Linked DNA regions of Mus musculus: region 2 is linked to region 1. The links are chromatin contacts, called in public Hi-C maps. All regions are on one chromosome and are shown on one strand. Each heading gives the region's core, a stretch centred on a gene start, on an enhancer-like site or on the middle of the called end of the contact. The rest is flanking DNA. Distances are from core to core; before and after follow the strand shown. Region 1 overlaps Wwox (WW domain-containing oxidoreductase). Region 2 overlaps Wwox (WW domain-containing oxidoreductase).

Region 1 (3,095 bases), core at 391-2,890:
CTAGGAGAGAAGTCTGCACTCGAGCTGCAATTTTAAGGTGCCTCGAACAGGTCCCTGCTATTAAGAGTCGGTGGTTCCATGTCAATAGAAGATAGATATTAAATGAAATCCATGTTGCTGTTGATACAATCAGCCGCTCTCCAGCTCAGATGAAAGCTTCGATAACACAGAATGCAAGAGGAGGGAGCTAAGGGTTGTTGACTTCCTACTACACATCACTGGCTCCACTAGACACCTCAGAAACCTCAGCACGAAATACCTTGTCACCAAACCTGATATATCAATATGCTTAAGCATCAGACACTGAGAGCTGATGATTACAATAGAGGCATCCAGTTGGGGCATAGTCTCTGCTCCTGTTCTTTGGAATAAACAGGCTCCCGATTCAATGATGTTTTGCTTCTGTGGTTTCTTTCTCTTCCTGTTAGAAAATGTGGTGGCTGCTCCCCACCCCCCACCCCCACCTCCCCCACCCCTCACCCGATCACCCCAGCTCCTTTTGCTTACTGGAAGGGAACCTCTTTACTCCTGCTCTGAGACTCCCTTTAACCTTTCTGATTAATGGAAACTGGGGAAACAGTGGTTGACATCCAGAACCCAAGGGTGGTGTGGCTGTAAGGGCAGCATAGGGAGGTGCGGATAGGAGGCTCAGAGGGATCATGGGCAGCCAGCCTAGCCTACTAGACAAGTTAAAAGCCAGCGAGAGACCCTGTCTCAGAAGAAAAAGGAGGCTCATGGCCTGAGAATGAGCACCAAAGATTGACCTCTGACCTCCACATGCATGTGCATAGACGTTCACATGCACCGGCACTTGTGCACACACACACAAACATTCTTACACACAAAGACACACCGAAAAATGATAATTGGTGGATTTTTAAAAACTCCATATTTCTGAAATTCAAAGCATCCTTGCAAAATAAGTGCCCAACGACAGACGGTGACAAGAACAGGCCACTTAGCCTGGAAAGTAAAACGGGGAAGACATGCCCCACCCTCTCCACAGAAAAGGGTGCAGAAGGCCTTCAACCTCCAGGCCACCCTGTGATAACTGCTTCACGCAGTCAGAGCCAAGGCCTGGTCGGGGGCCCATTCTTCCTCTGGCCCTAGTTAGGTACCTACTGGGCTTGAGCTTACTCCCCTGGCCCTGAAGGGTACCGAGGAATGTGGGCTGACAGAAAGTGAATCACATGCCTTGAGTGCCTACCACTGCCACCAGATTCTACCTGATCCTCCTTGTTGCCCTATGGCGATCAGCCCCTTCCCCCTGATGGTGCAGGCAGGCTAGTCACCAGATTCCCTAAATGGAAGACTGGCTGCTTTCTAGAGCTTTTTTTCTTCTGCATGGGCAGAGGATTCCCTGTGGCCCAAGTGGACAGGGTGGAACAGGTGGCATCCAGCAGGCTCACCCAGTGCCTGTGTGGTATGTGGCTTCTCTCCAAGACACCTGCTCTGCTAATACACACACACACACACACACACACACACACACAGGCACGCTCGCTCTCCAGAGCTCTCCCACCACTCTCAAGCTCTCCTGATCCTTTACAGTAAACACCGCCCTCAGCATGTCTCCTCTAGACAGTTTCAAGATGAGGAAGGTGCCGTTTGTAGTCCCTATTAATAGATGGGCCACCTGCAGCTCTGAAGCTGGCTGGCAAGGGTGGAGTGACTTGCTGAAGGCCCCTGGTGGCTGGGGTTTGTCAGTGTCTGAGCCCAAGAGCTTGCTGGAGTCTGGCTTGCTTTTCTTGAATCTCGCTGCCTCCTCCTTATGACTCACTGTCCTTTCCCATCTTCCTTCCTTCCTTCCTTCCTTCCTTCCTTCCTTCCTTCCTTCCTTCCTTCCTTCCTTTCTTCCAGGGTTTTCTCCCAGGCAGGCAGCTTCAGAAAGGGACAGTCCTGCCGGCCTTGGGCTCTGATAAGATCTGTCTGGGCTGCCTTTGTCTGGGCTGTACCTGCCGTTTCCTGAATGGCCCTGTTAATTGCAATTGACTCTCACAGAATGCAGAGATTGGTGCCACTTGACACCAGATGGATGGCCATGACTTTTCCAGGTGCCCCAATGCAGGCTGGAGGGGAGAGGGGGGAGGGAGGAGGGGGGCAGGGCACTGGAGCGAATCCAGTTACAATAAAGTGCATCAGAACTGGAACTGGGCAGCTTTTTTGTTTCCTCTCTCTTCCTACTCACCGCCTCCATAGTGAAAGGACTGTAAAAGAACTCTGGAGTTCCTCTGGAGAGGTGGTGGAGAGTTAATTTCCTGCTGTAGCAGGCTTCTTGTCCTTTATCAGCTTCTAGCAGCCCTGGGCTAAATAGAAAACCCATTTTAGTGGTAGACAGACTGAGGCTGAAGAACCAGCCTGCTGTCCGATGTGCGTATTTGTTGTTTATTGGGTGGTACGGTGGGAGTGGAATAGGGACTGGGAACCGAGAGCCGGTTCAGCTGAGAGCCCCAAGGCCCCTGGAGGCCTTCTGTCGTCACCTGCTCCAACCCACGGAACTTCAGGCAGGGCATCAACGTGGCAGATGGGAGGCCCTGGTTCCAACAGTCCCCATAGATCATTTTGTAGGACCCTCCCATCAAATCTGTGGGGTCGGAATTATCCTGTCATTCTGTACATGAGAAAACCAAAGCTTGTGAAAGGTAATGTGTGTGTGTGTGTGTGTGTGTGTGTGTGTGTGTGTGTGTGTGTGTGAGAGAGAGAGAGAGAGAGAGAGAGAGAGCATACTCACATGATCCTGTTCAAGGTCACATGACGGTTCATTAGCAAACTGAGTAAACTCCTGTTAGTTCTAAGGACAGTTGCCCTGGGTTCCAGAAACACAGTGGTTTTCTCCGATTGAGCTGTGTGGTCAGGGCCAAGGCAGAGCAGGGACCTTATGGCCATTGGAAAAATCAAAAAAGAGGATTTTTTGGGTGTTTTTGTTTTTGAGGGGGGGGGGGATACATTGGGTTTCCTTCTTAAATTCAGTACATTGTTGGGTGACTCCACCACTCAAGACACACTCCAGATACAAGAGTAAGAATGTTAAGCTGTCAAACAGTGACTTCATTTTCGTTTACACCAAGGCCACGAGGTAAAGATGTATTAGGTAT
Region 2 (3,095 bases), core at 280-2,779, 91 kb after region 1:
CAGGTGTGTCATTTTTGACCGGGAGTATTCAAGACAGGGCTCTCAGGAAAGGCAGCATTTGAATGCAGGCCTGAAGGGAGTAATGTCACTGGCAGAGCATTCACCCAGAAGAAGCAGCCATCGAGTGCAAAGGCCCTCCGGCCAGAGCCTACACGGCACGCTTGAAGAGGAGGCAGCCGCAACCTAGTGGATGTGAGTGGGGGCTTAGAGGACGCCTGAGAGTTAGCATGCTGATGTGGGAAGCCTTCCTTCTAGAGAAGCTTCTAAAATTTGCTCCTTTTCCCCCAAAGAATGGGTCCCCCAAAGAGTGGATTGGCGAGAGGGGCAGTAACACGGACAGAAACAGAGACACCACACTAGAAAGCTAGGCAGCGATCCAACTTAATAAAAGACCTCAGAGCCAGCAAGGCCAAAGCGGTTCCTGTTCTGCTCCGGGTGACAAACCGTCTTAGAAATAACGATGGTAGGCACGCATGTAAAGACACTCAGAAGGACCCTTCTAATGATGCCAACGGCAAATGATTTGTTGAATGTATGTTCCCACCCCGCAAGGCCCTCAAGAAACAGCGAAACAGAGACAGGACTCAATTTCCCCCATGAGACTAACAGTGTGCATGTGTGTTCTCCCTAGATCTGCTCTCCTCTCCATCACCTGGCCAGTGTGGTCCTCATCTCTAGGCTCCCGCCTTGTGGATAACATCTCTGTAAAAACCTAGTAACTATAACTGTGGCCATAGCTAGCATCTCTCACAGTATCCATGCAGTCGGGCTAAATCACTGTGGCCATAGCTAGCATCTCTCACAGTATCCATGCAGACAGGCTGAACAGCAGCATACCCTCCCTGTCCCCTGACCCTCCATTCTCTGCCTCTGCCATGCTGGAATCACAGGAGCATGCTGCTGCACCCAGGTCTTTTTGTGGGTTCTGCAAGTCCACCTTGAGGTTCCCATACTTGCAAAGCAGACACTGGAGATGTATTGACCAAGACATCTCCCCACTGCCCCACTTTAATACATATTTCTTACACTAAGACAAACCTAAATTTGTGTTTTCTGACACCACAGCCTATGGTTTTGTTTGTTTGTTTGTTTATCTTTTTCTCTACCATTGCTCTGACTCTCCCCCGTCTGACATTATCTAGGACTTGCCACAATTTCAGGAATGCTCGGCTGTTTTGTTGTTGTTGTTGTTGTTGTTTGTTTTGTTTTGTAGCATGGAATGGGGACTGTCCTCAGTCACTGGCTGGGTCATGGACAGCAAACATTTGGCCCTCAGAGTGACATTCCTACCAAGTTTCCAACAATGGTGTCGGCCTGGTACGCCTGTCCTTCCTTGGTGTGAGCAGAAGTTTTATGACTGTGTGTTTATGGGAAAGTGCTGTTACTATTCTTAGACTGGCTGCTCTCACTTATTCATAGCCCCACTCTGCTGGTGGGCGGGAACGAGAAGTTATAATAGCAGCGCAGGTGCCTCTCATTGTCTTCCGTTCCTCACTGGATCGTGTTTATTAAGAAGGAAATCACAGTGGTGTGTCTGGAACTGCGTCTGAACAAATAACCCACAGGGAGGAGTCCCCGGAAGGTGGGCAGGAGGCAGCACACCAAGAGAGGCAAAAACAAGCCCGTGCTAATTGGGATCAGGCAGTGCTTTGCATGAGAATCAAGAACAAGAGCTCGGCTGCCACGTAATTACTGGCCTCAACCTTTGTTGGCATACTTCTTCACATAATTCTACAGGAGAGCGGCAATTTGAATTTAACACACTTTTTTTTTTCCTTCTGGGTTTTTAAAGGAATTTGAAAACAGAATTGCACGAGTACAGGGATGAAGAGAGGTCTTTGCTAAATGTTCAGGTTGCTTATAAATATATCGCTACACACACACACACACACACACACACATACACCGAGAGAGAGGGGACGAGGGAGAGGGAGAGAGAAAGAGTGCACACACTACCACCACCACTCTTTGGACAACTATCTCACTTGGTGATGTTTGGTTCCTTGGACAAAGCTCTTCTGACTCATTCAGATGAAAGGCAGGAGACTTAATTCAGTAGAGATTGGGAACTGCCAGCTCTTGGAGTCCACATCATCATAATCTTGTGGCAGTTTTCTAGCCAGATCCTTGAGAGACTTATGGATGTGTGTCTCTACATGTGGGTGTGGTGTTTACACAAAAGGCAACCCTTGGCCCATGTCATCGCTTTGGTCATGAGGCACCCTGAAGGGATATCGCAAATCCCTTTACAGAACCATGCAGCAAGTGTACCTCTTCATTCATCAGTCACTGCCATATCAAAGATAAACCAGACGTCACCCATGGCTCTGATACTCATGGTCCCGCACCACAGACAGAGCCATGTACAGAGGACTGGAACACCAGGGTCACTTGCTATGGTTTCCCAGGGCAATAGAGAGGAAGAAAACAGTCCATTCAAATAGGGGAGGGGGCACAAGGTAGTGCCCAAGTAGGCACCACCTCAGAGGACGCTGAGGGGGTAAATAAATTAATCTTCCAACAATAGAAGGATTGGAAAGACCACAGACAAACTTGGGACACATCAGGACAGAAACACATTTGGGGGGGAGCTTAAGGCCAGCCATGGCTAACATGTTGAGTTGGTCCAGGGGCTACTGAGAAGACAGGCAAGCTAGACAGAAAGGAGTAGACATCAAAGCCCACATCACGGGTACAGGAGGAGAAGGGGAGACATGCTCAGAGCTCCCACCATCAAACGTGGCCCTATTTTTAGAAGGGTCTGACTCCTGAAATACCTTAGTTCCTCCTACCTCCCTGGCTCCTCGTCTCTCTGTTCACTGAACTGAAAAATTATCAGGGCTATATTCAGCCCTCGCCAATAATAACATGTAACAAAAATATCTCATAGATTGCAACTTAGGAGTGTTTTGACTGCTCCCAGCCAAGTCTTTGAGAGTCACAGTGTGTACCCCACCCCCACCCTGTCTGCCTTTTTGATGAGTAAAATTGAGCCTTTTTTTTTTTTTTTTTTTTTTTTTCCCCAAAATGATGTTCTTTTGTGGCTTGTCTGCTTCTTCAAGAACAACTATACTCACAGCATTCTTCCTCTCTTA

What was found. A called contact is a pair of places that touch in the nucleus more often than the background predicts.
Region 2: a contact with region 1 is called in a Hi-C map of DN3 thymocytes, with 2.1 times the contacts expected there. The contact joins two enhancer-like sites. A contact is called at or near these places in 1 of 39 promoter capture datasets (the C10 cell line), 10 of 484 Hi-C or Micro-C datasets (B cells, the C10 cell line, CD4 T cells and 5 more) and 1 of 115 datasets of contacts at active chromatin or transcription factors (memory CD8 T cells).

Annotation. Positions count from the first base shown.
Region 1 is chr8:114,880,666-114,883,760 of GRCm38.p6, forward strand. All of the region lies in intron 8 of Wwox (WW domain-containing oxidoreductase), which reads left to right. Among named protein-coding and RNA genes, the nearest start is that of Gm39257, 79 kb to the right of the region's middle. Within about 2 kb of position 1,641, at least 79 of the 459 cell types and tissues checked have an H3K27ac peak or open chromatin away from gene starts, as enhancers often do. A contact at or near this core is called in B cells, CD8 T cells, DN3 thymocytes and 2 more, where this site is marked.
Region 2 is chr8:114,971,747-114,974,841 of GRCm38.p6, forward strand. All of the region lies in intron 8 of Wwox (WW domain-containing oxidoreductase), which reads left to right. Among named protein-coding and RNA genes, the nearest start is that of Gm39257, 12 kb to the left of the region's middle. Within about 2 kb of position 1,530, at least 36 of the 459 cell types and tissues checked have an H3K27ac peak or open chromatin away from gene starts, as enhancers often do. A contact at or near this core is called in B cells, CD8 T cells, DN3 thymocytes and 2 more, where this site is marked.